2 separate regions of the Mus musculus genome follow, and region 2 is linked to region 1. The links are chromatin contacts, called in public Hi-C maps. All regions are on one chromosome and are shown on one strand. Each heading gives the region's core, a stretch centred on a gene start, on an enhancer-like site or on the middle of the called end of the contact. The rest is flanking DNA. Distances are from core to core; before and after follow the strand shown. Region 1 overlaps Rad51b (RAD51 paralog B). Region 2 has its middle 35 kb from the start of Gm36834.

Region 1 (7,828 bases), core at 1,891-4,390:
TAGGAGATGTATAAACAGCTGGCTGCTACAGTTAGCTTGAAAAAATGCAAACCTATTAATTTTAGCTTAAGGTAGAATTAAGAATGTAAATATGCTGTTAAAACAAGTCTATAACATGGTTCAGCATGGGAATAACTTATTAGTCATTTAGTCAGTGTAAGCATCCTTGTGTTAAGTGATACAGGGCCTGCTGGCACAAACCGGGCATGCCTCTGGCTCATTTATAATGTGTATTATACAAAAATCACACAAATAATATGCCACAATAGAAAATGGAGGTAAGTGAGAGGATTTTAAAAGGTATTTTGTAACTTTAGAGGAGGAAGGCAATAGTTATTTATTGTGATGATAAGAGAATTTGGCATTTGAGAGGCAGCTCTGGACACAGGGTAGAGTTGAGACATGAGGTCATACCATACATTTTCTATGAGCACATAGAAAATCTTGATGGGCACGAAGCCCATCTGTTTAGCTGGGGGGGGGGGGGTTGGGAGGTGCATGCCTTCAATCCCAGCACTTGGAGGCAGAGGCAGGCAAATCACTGTGAGTTCAAGGCCAGCCTGGTGTACAGAACTGGTTCCTAGACAATGAGGTCTACACAAAGAAACCCTGTCTTAAAAAACAAATACAGACAAAACAAAACAGAACACCACCAACAACAACCCTTTAAAATGTAAATTGAGGGAAATTTTTTATGTGGTGCTATGGAATTGAACCCAGGGCCTCGTATGTGATAAGCAAGTACTCTTCCACTGAACAATAGCCTCAGACCAAGTCCTCAAAACATTGATTTTTGGCTTTTCTTTTTAAAAGAAAAAATCAAAAGAGGTACTGGAGTGGTGGCTCAGCAGTTAAGAACATTCACTATTCTTACAGAGGACCTAGGTTCCACTCTCAGCACCCACGTGGTGACTCACAGCTCCCCATAACTCCAGTTACAGGGGACCTGACACCCTCTTCTGGCCCCAGTGGGCACCAAGCACACACATGGTGCACATATATACATAAAAATAGTAGCTAAATTATGGAATCAACCTATATCTATAGCAGAGGAGTGGTTAAAGAAAATACGGTTTATAGAGACACGTGGAATTTTTTTCAGACATGAAGAGAAATAAAATTATATCATTTGCAGTAAAATGGATGCAATTGGAGATATTTGTATTAAGTAAATTGAGTCCCCCAAAGGCAAATATTATGTATTTTTCTTACTCATACTTCCTAGATTTTATATAGATCCATAAAATCTTACATGTACATATGGTGTGAATATGAAAAGGAAACAATAAATCAAAGGTGGCTAATAAGGAGGGAGAAGAAAGAAAGGAGAAAACAGAGAGATATGGGGGAATGTGTTCAAAATGTGCTATCTACTTGTAGGAAAATATCCTTCTGTAACGCAGTACCATGAACAAAGCATATATAGCACTGGAGGGGGGGGGGGATAGTGGAAGAGAGATGGAAAGGTTGTGTATCTCCAGGAAATTGGAAGTGAGTTCATCTCTAAGGTGAGAAAGACCTGGCCTCTTACTAACAATGAACATGCATTTCATAACCACCCAATGGCTTTTTAGCATTTGGTACTATTTGGAAAAAACGCTGGCTGTGCCCAGTTCCCTGGGGTCCACCCAGATGAAGAAGAGAGAGATGAAAGACAGAAAGGCTAAAGACGTGCTCTCTCTGAGGCAAAAGTCAACAGAGAAGGCCAGAAGAGTCTGTAGGAGTGGGGAGCTTTATCGCCTGCTGATTCGAGGTCAAGGCTGGTGAGAACTGAGAAGTGGAAAGGACACAGGAAGCTCAGAGAGGTAAAGTCGGAGGGAGGGGCAGGGGCGGAAGACAAAGACCACAGAATATACTGTTCAGGCGTTCACATCTTATCCTCCGGCATGGAGGACCCAAGAGGATTGGATCAGGAGGCGAGGTCATCAGATTCACATAGCCAGATTATTTATTTTCACCTTCCTCTGTTCATGTTTTGGGTTGTGTACACATGAGCCAGGGATACTTTAAATTTTACTCTTTTCTATTTGATGCTAAATTCTTTAAACCTCCTCAATGAAGTCCATGCTATTGATTTTCACCCAGTGCATTACCTAACTTTGGGGTTCCAGAACTGTTGTATTATCAAGGGGTGCATAGACCCTTGTCAGAGTCCTGTGCTGTGCATTACAGGATGTTCAGCAACAACACTGGCCTCTACCTTCTAGAGGCCTGTAGCCCTCTCACTTAGGCATTAGCCAACAAAATCACCCCTGGCTAAGACCCACTGAACATCATTTCTCTGCTGTGGTTTTTAGACCCAAGAACTTGTGGCTGGGTGGAGCTGGTTCTACCTTTAACTTTGTCTGTCCTGGGGAAGAGGACCACTTGCTACTTGACCGTGGTGAGTTGCAGATGAGATGATGCCGTGAGGAGGCTATGAATGATGCCTCCGTTTGTTTCAGTTCATTCAGTGAACGTCTATGTTCTCAGTCTCCTCATTGATAGGAGATGGCGTCTCAATGGGAGGCAAAGTGTTCCATGGGCCCCCTCAGGCCAACTTCCCTGCCATGGCCTGGAGTCAAAGAGGGCAAAGATTGAGGAGGAGCCCTCAGGCTGTGCCAGACTTGGATTAGAGAGAGCTGGACTCCCTGAAGCAGGGCTTGGCAGCTTGCCTTTAAAGAGAAAGGGGGTTGGAAGTAGGGATGCTTTCTCCTGGTCGTGTCAAAAGAGATCAGTGAGGCTTTGCAGCTATGAGATAGCGGTCCACGTGCAACTTGAAGTAAGCTAGGAATTCACATGAAGTCCAGTTCAGATCCTCCTTGCAGGAAAGTCTTAGAGGGTAAAGGAATGTTTCTCTTGAAATAGAGCAAGCTAAAGCGGACTGGATACGAAAGGCTGAGCTCTCCCAGATTCCCTTTTGGCTGTGGATGTTCACAAGGAGAGAGGGCAAAGGAATGTCATATATGCCATGAGATTAATAAGGAAAACTGAGTTACGTTGCATAGCAATCTAAACGAAGATCTGCCAGTTCAACTAAACCAAGACCGCTCATAAACAATAGAGGAGCGCTGTGCCCTTCTGCCAAGGATGGGAGAGGTGTGGTTCTTTTTGAGTAGTGGCTTTGTTGCCACACCATGCATCTTCTTGTTAATGTGTAACTGCCTTTGTTTGCCCATTGGGGATCACTTTCTGCTAAAGCTGAAGGACTCCATGCTGACTCTTATTTAGTCCCCAGTTCCTTAGTGTTGGCCTTCTCTAACTCATCTTTTGTTGTGATGGAGCCTTGAGTACCCTTCTGAGTAAGAATAATGACTGAGCTTAAGTCAAATGCCATGTAAGGCAGGACCTCTCTGCAAACTGGGTTTTGCTCTGTCTCCTTTCAGGCACTTCTGGATCCAGCTGTTTGGTAGCTGCACTAGGAAACACATGGGGTCACTGTGTGAACACCCGGCTGATTCTCCAGTACCTTGATTCAGAGAGAAGGCAGGTGAGTGAATGCTCTCCCAGAGTTCTTCAAGTGTAAAGGTAAGAGAAAAAGATGAACTGGAAATCAGAGCATCTGAAGGTGGTCGCCACCATATCTGTCCTGGGCAAGAACTGACTGACCGTAAGGAAAACTCTCTTGTCCTAAGAGCAACTAAAATAAAACAGGTGGGGGGGTGGGAGGTGGGGGTGGGGATTGAAGTGGGGGTAAGAGTGGAGAGGTAGGCTGCAGGGGGAGGGGAGTTGGCCATATCACAGGAAAACAGTTTGAGAGTGAGTCCTGCGGTTAGCATTTCCTCAACATCTGTGAATGACTGGGGACCACTCTTGGAGATGAGGGATTTAAATTCCTCATCTCCAAGTGATTATTCTGTTAGGTATGTGTTCAAGACTAGCTAATTTGTGAGCAAATTAAATAGTTGCCATACCTTTTCTTGCCGTGTGTGTGTGTGTGTGTGTGTGTGTGTGTGTGTGTGTGTGTGTGTGTGTGTGTGTGTGTTTTGAGACCTTAAGGTGGACACCTTCTACTTAGTGCTAAGCCCAGTGTGTAGCTTTCACGTTGCCACATACGCTAGGGGTTTTAAGAACTAAGTATCATCAGAGGATGCTCTGAAAGCATAATGACTTCCTCAGGTCCCCCTGTTTAGACTTCTGGCCTCAAGAGAGAATCCCTCTATTCAGAAAGTAATACTGTCCACCCCCTACTTAATCTTCTCTCCCAACTCCAGAGAAAGGAACCCTAGAGCCTGATCTTTTTAAAACTCACAAAGGTTGTATCTCCTGATGCCCTGCCTCACCTTTATCCCACTTTTTGACCAGACTGAGTTGGCATCGCTCAGGAAATCTGGCAAAGGGAAAGGATTGGGTGAATACCCTGATGTTTTGAGTGGAGAAGAATTCACATGCCAGATTTGCCAGCTAAATACACAGCAAATCCAGGTTAATGAAGAAGGGGGTGGGACTGGTGGGCCTTTCCAGGGGAGATGGGGCAGGATGGTATTGCTTTTACAGCAGGAGATAAATTGACTCTTGTAGCAAGGAGCCAGGGATCATCAAATACAGACATGGGCATTTATTTGCCTTTTCCAGACAACTTTATGGATGTCCTTGGTTACAGACCAGAGGATTCTTCTTGATTTTCTTGGGCTTGTGTAAACAACATTTCAGCCTGGACACTAGGTCAGCCCTGTTCCGAGAAGATAAAGCTGCTTATTCCATCCAAGGAAGCATTCTTGTGTTTTCAAGCCCTAGCATGCCTGTTACTCAGGGACACCTTTCCACTGTGGTTCCGGTATCCTGGTTCTGAGGCCAACACTTTTCTTGATGGAATACATCCAGACGATTTCTGGAGAACCTAATGACCATTGGTGTGTCCCTTAGATGGATGAGTGTCAGTGGAAAAGCAGTGTGTAGCTAGCTATCCGAAAAGCACTGAAAAGAGCAACATTCTTTGTGAATCGGTGTGGGCAGAGGTCTCTGTGACCACCAGGGCTGGCAGAGTAACAGTCCTCGTGAGGTCAGAAGGAAATCCAGTTAACATGACTTAGCTGGTGTTGGTTCAAACTACAAAAGTCTGACACCAAGCAGTTTATTTTAGACACATTTAAGTACAATAAAACTTTGGGAATAAGTTTCCTGGTAAAGGTTATCTCAATCCTGTGTGCAAGGTAAAGCTTAAGGCAGGACTACATCAAAAGTCTTTTTTGCAAAGCACACGTGACCTCTTCTATTGATTAAGGGCCTAGGATCCGGTGTGGTCTTGGTCGTATAGATAAGGTAGAGGTCAGCAGGCTATATAGTACTTGTGACATCCGTAAGGATGGATTCTATTGACTGAGAGACAAAGTTGAAGATAAAGTTCTAAGGAGGAAGAGTCTGGAATAAACAATCTAGGGGATTCGGGCGAGGCCTGGCCCTATAGATAGCAAAGGTCACCAGGTTATTAACTGTATATCCCCTCCTGGCCCTCTGGTATACAGAACAGGTATACATCCCTTCCACTAAAGAGACAAGCCTGTGTAGTTAACATTGCTGGTTTCCTTAGTGCTTATCTGTGAGTACAGGGACCTTTGTGTTCTCAATGTCAGTCTTGGTTCTTTCACTTCATGGACCCTACTTCTTGAAAACCCATAGTATCTCTGCCTTCGATTTGAGATGGCTTTCTTCCTGAAACATACTGATTCTGTGATCTTTCACATACAGCACCATGGAATCCAGGCATCCAGATTCTAGTTTTTCTAATTCTAGATAAAATTTATAAATAAATAAAGTTAAAACCATATTTTTTTGGTCTCTTTATAACACGTTCACCCATGTCTATTTTGTCAGAACCAACAGAAAGTACTTGACAGAACCAATGTTATTTTTTTGTATCTTTGGTGACTTGAGGATTTGGGTGGCTCTTGACTGTTAGGGTCAAACACAGGCCATTGATTACACGAAGAGCACAGGAACAAAGTGTGGATGGATCAGTGACCATCTATGAACTCATATCCCATTAGATGGGCCATTGGTATGATCTACAAAGGGAAATGTGTTGCCCTGGTTACTAATGAGTCAGCAACAAACTTGAATGCCTTCGAGTCTTCTTTTCAAACAATAACAAACAATTAATAAAAATATGACTGAACTACCAATCCAGACAAGATAACACACATTTTAATTTCTCAGAAGAAATATACTGTTAAATGTGTGACCTAATACCTAGGATTATAATACCTATAATAACGCATCTCGGTCTGATGACCTTATCTTGTCCGAGCAGATAGTGCGCCTAGTGATTCACTTGCTCTTTCCTGTGGTCTTAGTTCATGACAACACAGGGAAGCCATACGAAGATAAGACTTTTTGGTGATATGGGTAACAAAACAATCCTTTCAAGTTAGTCTAGAAATACCTTCTTATGGTGCTTCTCAGCAGGAGAGCACGTAGGGCCATTTCAGGATAGTCAGTACTTCTGAGACACCAACTCGAAGGCGGCAGGTATCGCTTGTGTGTCTTGGTTTGTGTTTTGCTTTCAATCTGCAAACAGAGACCACTCTACCAAGGGATCAAACTTATAGAATGAGGATTATGTTTTTATCCTGCCCCAGGGCTTCTGAATCTAAGGCCTAAGCTGGGATCATGGGGCCAGCAGGGATCAGGCCAAGCTGAGCAGCCTAGGAGTAAAGTGTAAAGTAAAGGAGGAAGCAGCCCCCCTTGGCTGATTATTTTCTTTTCTTTTCTTTTCTTTTCTTTTCTTTTCTTTTTTTTTTTTTTTTTTTTTTTTTTGATTATTTTCTTTACACCCAGGAAACGTTGTAAAATTATATAACTAAGAAAGAAATCTCCTTATCAGGGCACAAGCCAAGTTCAGCCTCTTGTTTATTCTGCTTCCGTGTTTGCAAAAACCTTCTTAAGAAGCTGTAATATGCTTTCTTTTGAGTTAATTCGGGGCTCTTTCTCACTTGGCTTTCATTTGCACCTTCCCTGTGCTGCTTCAGCCCTGCTGTAGTCGTTTCGCAGTATTTTTCTTCTAACTGAAGACATGGCTTTCGAGCAGAATGAAGGTGACCTCTACTAGGCTTTATGCTTATCCTTGACCTTTAAAAATCATCCAAAAATATGTGTGAGCTCATCCAAGTGCATGGCTTAGAGGTGCCAGGAGGAAGGAGGCATAGTTCTGAACCAGAGCACCTTCCAGTCAAGGAGGGGAGATTTCGTGCATGCACATGCATGCACTCATGGATAATCAACAGGGAAGCCAGAGTAAGGGATACTGAAGTGCCACCACAGGATGGTGTCTGGGTAACTCCTGCATGGATGGCTAAAACACTGTGAATCTAAAGAAAGGTGAAATCATCAGGGGCGTCCTAGAAAGCACTAGGAAAGGCTGGGGGGACCTGAGTACTTCCAGCCAGAAGTTCTCAAGCCTGGCTGCACTGCAGCTTCAGTACAAGATCCTTTATGAAATGCCCAATGCCAGAGCTCCATGCTGACTACTGACTAGCTAAGCAAAGCCTCTGCCTGGGGAAGGGGGAACAGGAGAGCACACATAAGCATCAGCACATAAGCATCAGCATCCGTTTCATGCTCACCCAGGTGATTTTAATGAACTAGCCAGGTTAAGAGCTCGCGCTTTAAATAAGGATAGGCAGAAAGGGAAGATGTCAGGATGGTGCCCAGCACAGAAAAACAGCTGGAAGGTGGTCACATGATGGTACAGGGTGGATTCTGCCTTATCACTGAGTAGAGGGTTCCTCTCAGCATTTGTCTGACAATTTTTTTTACTGAATCACCCCCTGTCTACTCATTATGGCAGAAGATACTAGAATCAAAGAATGAAGAAATGTAGCCGATCCCCTCTGATTGCTCAGTTTGCTTG
Region 2 (7,828 bases), core at 1,451-3,950, 220 kb after region 1:
GCAGCAAGCCCTCTTAACCACGGAGCCATCTCTAGAATCGCCCAGGATTAAAAATTTAAGGCAAGTGCTGCCAGATAAAACACAGAATGCCTAGCTAAATTTGAATTTCAGATAAACAACGAAAAATTTCTTATCATAACTATTCCCCCAAACACTGCCTGGAGTCAGTTTAGCCTTTAAAAAAAATAATAACAACAGTGTTCATTGTGTGCATGTAATTCAGAGTTAACTGGGAGCCTTATCTTTTATTTGCTAAATCTAACAACCACATCGCAGGTACAGTTCCCAGAAGTCAAAACTGATGACCATCTTCAGTGTTCTCAGCACATATGGACAAAAGCAATGTGTTCAGAAAAGTGAGGCCAGTCTTCTCTAACAGCAAATGGAAACACACAAATCCCGACAGGAGCAGAAACTTCCTTTCTTTTAAAAATAAACCAAGGGGACAGGAAGATGACTCTGTGGGTGCTGCCAAGTCTGATGATCTGAGTTCAATCCCTAGAATCCACTTGGTGGAAGGAGAGAACCAATACCCACAACTCTGACCTCCACACAAGCACTGTGTGTGGCACATGTACACACACACACAAACCACAACTTAAGTAAATGTAAAAACACATGACTAAACAAAACTTTTATCTTTTCATGATAGGTAGGAAATGGTCGTTCATAAAACTTGGATTATCTCTAATAACCGTTTTCATTTCCATTTATGAATATCATGTTTCTATCCCTTGTTCATTGCCTTTTTGGTTTGGGGTTGTTGTTGTTGCTATTGTTGTTGTTGCTGTTGTCGAGTCATCTGAACTCAGGCATGTTTGCATGTGTATATATGCCTATGTGGGTATGTGTACATTTGAATGTAGGTATGCATGTACATGTATGTGCTTTTGTGTGTAAAGGTCAGAGATCAACATCAGGTTTCCTCCCCTAACACTCTCCACCTTCTTTTTTGCAATAGGGCCTCTCACTGAAGCTCAGTTCACCACTGGGTGGACCAGCTATCCAGGGAGCTCCTGCAAGCTGCTTCTCAGCACTGGCTTTTTACAGGAGTGTTGGAGATTTGAACCCATACCCTTCATGGCTGTGCAGCAAACACTTCTCCAGCTAGGCCATCTTCTTAGCTCTCTGTAAGAACTATTACTATTGTTGCTGTTGTTATTATTATTATTGGGTCTCTATTTCTCCAAGATTTTTTTATATTGCCTTTTAATTTGGTTCACATTACTTTTCAAAGTAAATCCATTTAAATATTTTATGTTCTCAATCCCGGCGTCCCATATTGTTTCCCTTGTTTTTATCCTGCAAGCCTTTTTTAGAGATTAACATGCCATTTATTTGTATTTTCTTTCAGAAGGTTTTTTTTTAATTATTTTTATTTTACATGAATTGGTGTTTTGCTTGCTTGTTTGTCTGTGTGAGGGTGTCAGATCCCCTGGAACTGCAGTTATAGACAGTTGTGAACTGCCATGTGGGTGTTGGGAATTGAACAGGGTTCTTTAAAAGAGTAGCCAGTGCTCTTAACTGCTGAGCCATCTCCCCCACTCCACCCCACCCCACCCCAACCTTTTTTTTTTTTATGTGTCTTGCATTCAACTAAATAAACCATAAGAGGTTTCTCTGGAAATGTTACACAGTAAGATTCTAGATTCACCTTTTTCTTCAAATCTCTAATGTGTCTCAGCTTTATTAAAAAAATAATAAAGTCTTTCCTTTTCAATGACACATGGTACCACACATTTAAAAAAAGAAAAAGAAAGAAAGAAAAGAAAAGAAAAAAAACAAAACAAATAGCAAAAGAAAAGATCCAAGTTGGCCATGGTAGTGCATGCCTTTAATCCCAGCACTGGGGAGGTGGAGCCAAGTGAATCTCTGTGAATTTAAGGCCAGTCTTGTCTATATAGTGAGATGCAGGAGAGATGGCTCAGCAGTTAAGAGCACCGACTGCTCTTCCAAAGTTCATGAGTTCATGAGTTTCAAAGTTCATGAGTCCCAGCAACCACATGGCTCACAACCATCTGTAATGGGATCTGATGCCCTCTTCTGGTGTGTCTGAAGACAGCTACAGTGTACTCACATATAATAAATAAATAAATCTTTTTAAAAAAAAAAACAACAAAACAAGATGAAATTCATTTTCTTTTATTATATCATTTAGTCTCTCTGTGCATGGTTATAGCAGCGATACAATGAGGCTCCAATGTGATTCACTTATATATCTAATAAAGTACTTCACCTGTGGCTTCATCCTACCTTAGGCATACTCTAGATTCTGAGAAATAACTGCACATTACTTCTTTCTGTTTGGTTTTAAGAGATCTGGTGTGTCTTTGCTTCCTAGACTAATCCCAAACATTCTTAACTCAGGTAATCCTCCTGCCTCAGCTTTCCGAGCTTGCATGATCATTTCTATCAACCCTGGAAAATCAACAATAAGTGTCTGAATTTGAATACACACAATTCAAAATGCCCTCTGAGGTCAGAAGAACACTTTAAATCAGTGAGGTTAAGCTAGGAAAAAAAAGTGTGTGGGGGGGGGGGCGTGGGTGGAGGCTGCAAAGAGCATTCAGAGGGAGAATACGCAGGGTGCCCGACGAGTTGCTCAGCTTTGTTTGACCTTGAGTAAGTTGTGTAGTCTCTCTGGGACTCAGGTTCCTCATTGCTAAAATGACAGGGTTGGCCTAGTTGACAGCCAAGCCCCTTCCTGCGCTGACATTTGCTGACAGTGATGCCCCTCTGGGGAATATCAGATTAGGGAAGAAGCAGATCTGTGTGTCAGTCAGCAGGCAGCCCTATCATTAGAAGACTAAGCAGAACACGGCCCTAGGACTGATGGCCAGGGATACAGGGCACCAAAGTCAGTCCTGGTGGTATCCAGGGCAACCTTAGCACCAGGCATCAGAGTGAAACACGAAGGTGCTGGACTTGTAGATCAGAGATCAACAGCACAAAAATTAAAGCCTCGGTAAGAGGGGTCCTTGGAGGAAAATGTTAAAAACAAAATAAATGAATAACTCCTTAGGCTAGAAAAGGACGTGTTTGGATGGCTCTAGCTTTGAGTTCCAAGGGTTACAGAAACTACTTTATAGAGAACATGGCAGTCTTGTTGCAGTAGAACAGAGGTCCACTCAAGCCAACTGAGTCTTTCAGGGCTGGGAACATGAGTTTAAGTGCGACTCAAAGGGAAAGACAAACTGCAGGGACTCAGCTCTGGTTCCCACAAGTGTCCCTCCCTGAACCTCTGTTCTCAGTGCCTCACTGCCAGCTGCCACTTCACTGTAAAGTCAGCTCTGAGACGAACCGCACTCCATCCTCTGCCTATCTTCCTAGTCGCTGTGTCTGTGGCCCCCTGGCCCATGCTTTCCAATTAACTCTAGATTCCCCTGAGCAGACTCTTTTACCCTCGCTTAGTTTTCAGTGTCAAGCCACATCAATCACTGATAATTGCCAGCTAGCCAAAGAAAGGGTCACCCTCAGGTGTCCTGACCCAATCATATGTGAGGAAGGGAGGAGAGGCATGTGCCCGAGGTCATGACTATGTAATTTCTTAGAACAAGTTGGGTCAGTATGTGAGTAGACCAGCCAATGACGGACACCTTCAGCAAAGAGGCCAGTGTCTTAACAGGACAATATATGAGAACAAAGTAAGCCTGAACTTTTATACAGAAACCGGTTGGAAGAGCCCCTCTCAGGACAACCTCTGAAATCCTGTGAGATTCCTGCCTCTTTGAGGCAGGCTAATGGAGTTGCCTCAGGCTGGGGCTGGGCAGCAGGGCTTCTGAGAGTCATTTCTTTGTTTCTTAGCCTTGGAGCGCAGAGAGCAGTGTGGTTCTCAACCTGTGGGTCTCGACCCCTTTGGGGGTTGAATACCAGATATCCTATATATCAGATATTTATATTATGATTCATAATGGTAGCAAAATTATAGTTATGAAGTATCAACGAAAATAACTTTATGACCAGGGGTCAGAACAACATGAGGAATTGTATTAAAGGGTTGCAGCATTAGGAAGGCTTAGAAATTCTGGTATTGAGTATAGTGATTCCTCTGACTAGTCAGATTTCTCCATTCAAAATGTCTGGTCTTGGCTGATGGGAGGTTGGCTGGTTGGGGACTATATAAAGCACTGATTCTGATCATAACTTACTAGAGGGGACACACACACACACACCTACCTCCCAGCCCCTCTGTGTTGGCTTAGCCTATGAATATCCAGTTTCTATCTTTTCTTATAAGCCAATTTGCAACTCAGTACCTTTACCACTGACATGATTAAGTTTAGGAGGAAAAAAAAAACAAATAAAACCTCAATGACTTCAAACTCACAGTTTTGATGAATATAGACGTAAAGTCGGAAGAAAGCTTCCTCTATCCAGAACATAGCTCCCCACATACCTCACTATCTAAAATAAGACCAGAGCTTGGAGATGAGCCAAGAGGTGTCTAAGCAGCCAGATGAATCCACCTAAACCCATACTGGACTGTTTAGAGAATCATACAACCAAAGCAACTGTGTCCCTGGAGGGCTGAGTGGTCTGTGGCCCTTTAAGACTGACTGGTTGAGTCCTGTGGAATGGGGAACTTTGGATCCCTTACTCATGTTGTATTGGTACCCTTTTGGTCACATAGAAATTTAATAAGTTTGCATAGATGGTTTCTCAGTCCAGAACAGACTAAAGGAAGAAAATTAGCTAAGAAAAAGACGGGTTGTGAGGTTGCTGCAGGGAATATACCATTTTCCTGCTGGTTTACAAAAGAAGAGATAAGACACTTGTTTTTAAAAAGACTAAAGATAAGCCATACACTGCTCTTCTGGAAGATCTAGGTTCAATTCACCACACCCACATTGGGTAGGTCACAACTGCCTCTAACTCCAGCTTCAAGGGAATCCGAATTCTCGCTTCCTCTCTTACCCACAGTCTCATGTACATACTCTCATCTAGATGCACACATATACACATAATTTTAAAGTAAGTAAATATTTTTAATGTAAAAAAGACCTATGAACCCCCAAAAGAACATAAATACACACATCTGAAGGCTCGGTGTGACTGGAATAACATTCTACTAACTAATACTTATAAATTCGACCATAAGCAGAGTTTTAAAATATTAAATTAAAATAAAAACATCCTAGCTAGATATGATGGTACATATCTGTAGTCCTATCTAATCAGGAAGTTGAGGCAGGAAGATCGATTGCTAGAGCTTATGAGTCCTCTATCAGCCTGGGCAACAACAGAGAGAGAGCCTTTCCAAAAAGAAAAATCCCAACCTATTCTACACTAAAATCTATTACCTATATGACAGTTTTAAAGAAAAGCTTTGACCAAAAATGATTGCATTTCATAAGCGTGCAATTTACGAGAACAAACTTCAAGCTAACTGGGATGTCCTGCCGTCTAAAGTGACATGTGCTGGCCTAGATGACTGAGGCTTCACCATTGCTTCAGGCAGACCCCCAAGGATACTAAAGGACAGCTAGGCACCAAGTCAGCCAGGAAAATGCTGTGACTTTGACTTATATGCTATTTGGAATCAACCAACAGGGGCTTAAGAAGGTTTTACTGTATTTGGTTTGCAGACTTTGCTTGGCACCGTCTCTTTAAAAGGCTGCCTGCCTTTGAACTAATCCTCTATTTATAATCCAGCTGGAGGAAGGCCTCTGCGATGTATACACATTCTTAGAATTTACAGAGTGCTGCTCTAGTCAGACCCCCATCCAAAGCCCTGCCTGATTCTCTCTCCTAGGAGAGCACCCCACACCATCCCGGAAGCATCTGGGTGCTGTGGGAGACAAGCTGCCTGGCATACCTAGGAATGCACCCCACATTCTTGGTGGGGAGCACAGGGCATGTTTGAGGCTGGGGCATGAGCTGGATTAAGCTCAGTAAACACCATCCCTCACTCCTGACAGGCCGTGCTGTTCAACAACCCCCTCCTGGAGGCCAGGGGCCAAGGTCTCATGTACAGCTTGCCCACTCCAGCCGCTCCTTTTTTTTTTATAACTCATTCCCTCCCCAAAAACGACAACGCCAACTTCACATTTTCCTTTTTCCCCCCTCACACAAATTATTGCAAGTCATGGCAGTCTAAATATAGCCCCCAGTCTGTTTTCCAGATGCTGGCTCGCCAGCCAGCCTCGACATTTTCCTGATGAGGTTCCAGCTGCTTCTTTGCTCTGGCCTGCCTTTCTCCTCTGTCTCACCTTTTTCCCCCCTCCCTGATATTCCTCCCCTCTGCCTCCCGGAGTCATTAGTCTTTCCTGACTCTCCAGTTCAAAGGAAAGTTCTAGAATCACAATCCAAAGCCTGACAGCCCCATCCCCAGCTCTCTAATGGTACAAGCGGCAGGATAGGGATATAATCTAGGGAAGAGTCAAGAGAGGCATGGGGTCCCTCAAAGACCCCTGCCAATCAGCTTCCCTGATGCGTGCTCAAACCCACATGTACTTGCTTGGTCCATAACCCATGGACTTCCTTGCCTATTTCTGCCTCTTGGGTCCTTGATGCCAAAAAGTGGCTGATGGCTGTCTCCATTTGACAGTCTCCTTCCAGGATGACAGTGGTTGGAGCACACTGGAAACCCACTTCCTTTGGGTTAGGTAATATCAATTCCTTTTGCCTTTCTTCATCAGAAGAGATGTCCAGAGTTTAACCATTTTCATGATTCTCTCTGTACAGCCTCCAAGTTGGCCACATCCCATGTAGGATGCGGACTCGGGCCTTGACTCCCTCTGAGTTAATAAGGGTTTGGTTCCTGATGCATGGGAGCAATTTCCCTGAAGCTCTATCAAAGGCCCCTACTTTTAAAAAGATGTGATGTGTGACCACACCCAACCTGAGCTACACTCTAATGATACATTGGTCTTTTTGTACCCTAAAAGCAAAGTTTTCTATACACATGTATATTGTATTCCATCTTTTTCAGTGTGCTTGTGCGTGACAGTGAACTGAAGACCTTCTTTTGAAGGTCTCAAAGAGAACCGGTCCTATAGCAAGAGAATATATGACTATTACATCAGTTCTATCACTCCCTTGTATATAAATAGCTATTGGACATCCTTTTAGGCCAAACATTGGACATTCCATTGGCTTATTCCAGGGCTCAGCATAATTAACACCTGGGGACACACACCCTCAGGATAGACTGCTCCATGAATTGTGTAAGTTCAGCAGCATCCTTGCCCTCTAGTCACTAGTGCTAGTAATTCACACACAAGTTGTGATGAGCAAAAATGTCTACAATTATGGTCTCCCGAAGGCAAAGTCACCACAGGTTCTGAGCTTCTAACCTAGTGTGATAAATAGCAGAGGTAGGCTGTCACGGGCGCCCTACAGTCCAAGGCACTTGATGCATGTTCTGAAAGATGACTACATTTCCCACATAGCGACAGTGTTAGAGGGAGAATATCCCAAGTGGAAGACACAGCATGAACAAAGGTACTACGGTGTCCCAGAATGGATCAGCCGCTTGACATGAGCTATCTGATAAAAGACGATGAACTAGGGTGGGCCATGTTTGACCAGGATGTGTCTGTGAGGATGTGACCCTGAGGGTAAGAAACGCTCTTAAGTTGAGGAATGTGAAAAACATGTGTAATTTTGATCCGCAGACATGGAGGTGGGAAATATGTGGAGATAATTCAGAAAGAGGCCATTTATACTTGAATTGAGGTAGTAGGAGACAATATTTGAGGGATTGTTTGGAGACAGACATTACAGAACTCAGGCTCAGTGGGTGTGAGGGACGAGAGAGAAAAAAGCTGGAAAAGACCTCAGTGCCTCAGGATTGATAGACTCTTGGTGGTTAGCCGTCTCAACAAAG

The links. Hi-C and Micro-C count contacts between places; a contact is called where the count stands out from the background.
Region 2: a contact with region 1 is called in a Hi-C map of the G1E-ER4 cell line, with 3 times the contacts expected there. The contact joins two enhancer-like sites. A contact is called at or near these places in 1 of 15 datasets of contacts at CTCF or cohesin (the NIH/3T3 cell line), 9 of 484 Hi-C or Micro-C datasets (the G1E-ER4 cell line, the N1E-115 cell line and uterus), 1 of 115 datasets of contacts at active chromatin or transcription factors (stem cell-derived neural progenitor cells) and 1 of 9 other capture datasets (embryonic stem cells).

Annotation. Positions count from the first base shown.
Region 1 is chr12:79,763,706-79,771,533 of GRCm38.p6, forward strand. Rad51b (RAD51 paralog B) reads left to right here. Exons shown (of 11, transcript NM_009014.3): 9 at 3,366-3,469. Among named protein-coding and RNA genes, the nearest start is that of Gm36048, 31 kb to the right of the region's middle. Within about 2 kb of position 3,141, at least 11 of the 459 cell types and tissues checked have an H3K27ac peak or open chromatin away from gene starts, as enhancers often do. A contact at or near this core is called in the G1E-ER4 cell line, where this site is marked.
Region 2 is chr12:79,980,756-79,988,583 of GRCm38.p6, forward strand. No RefSeq gene overlaps it. Among named protein-coding and RNA genes, the nearest start is that of Gm36834, 35 kb to the right of the region's middle. Within about 2 kb of position 2,701, at least 32 of the 459 cell types and tissues checked have an H3K27ac peak or open chromatin away from gene starts, as enhancers often do. A contact at or near this core is called in the G1E-ER4 cell line, where this site is marked.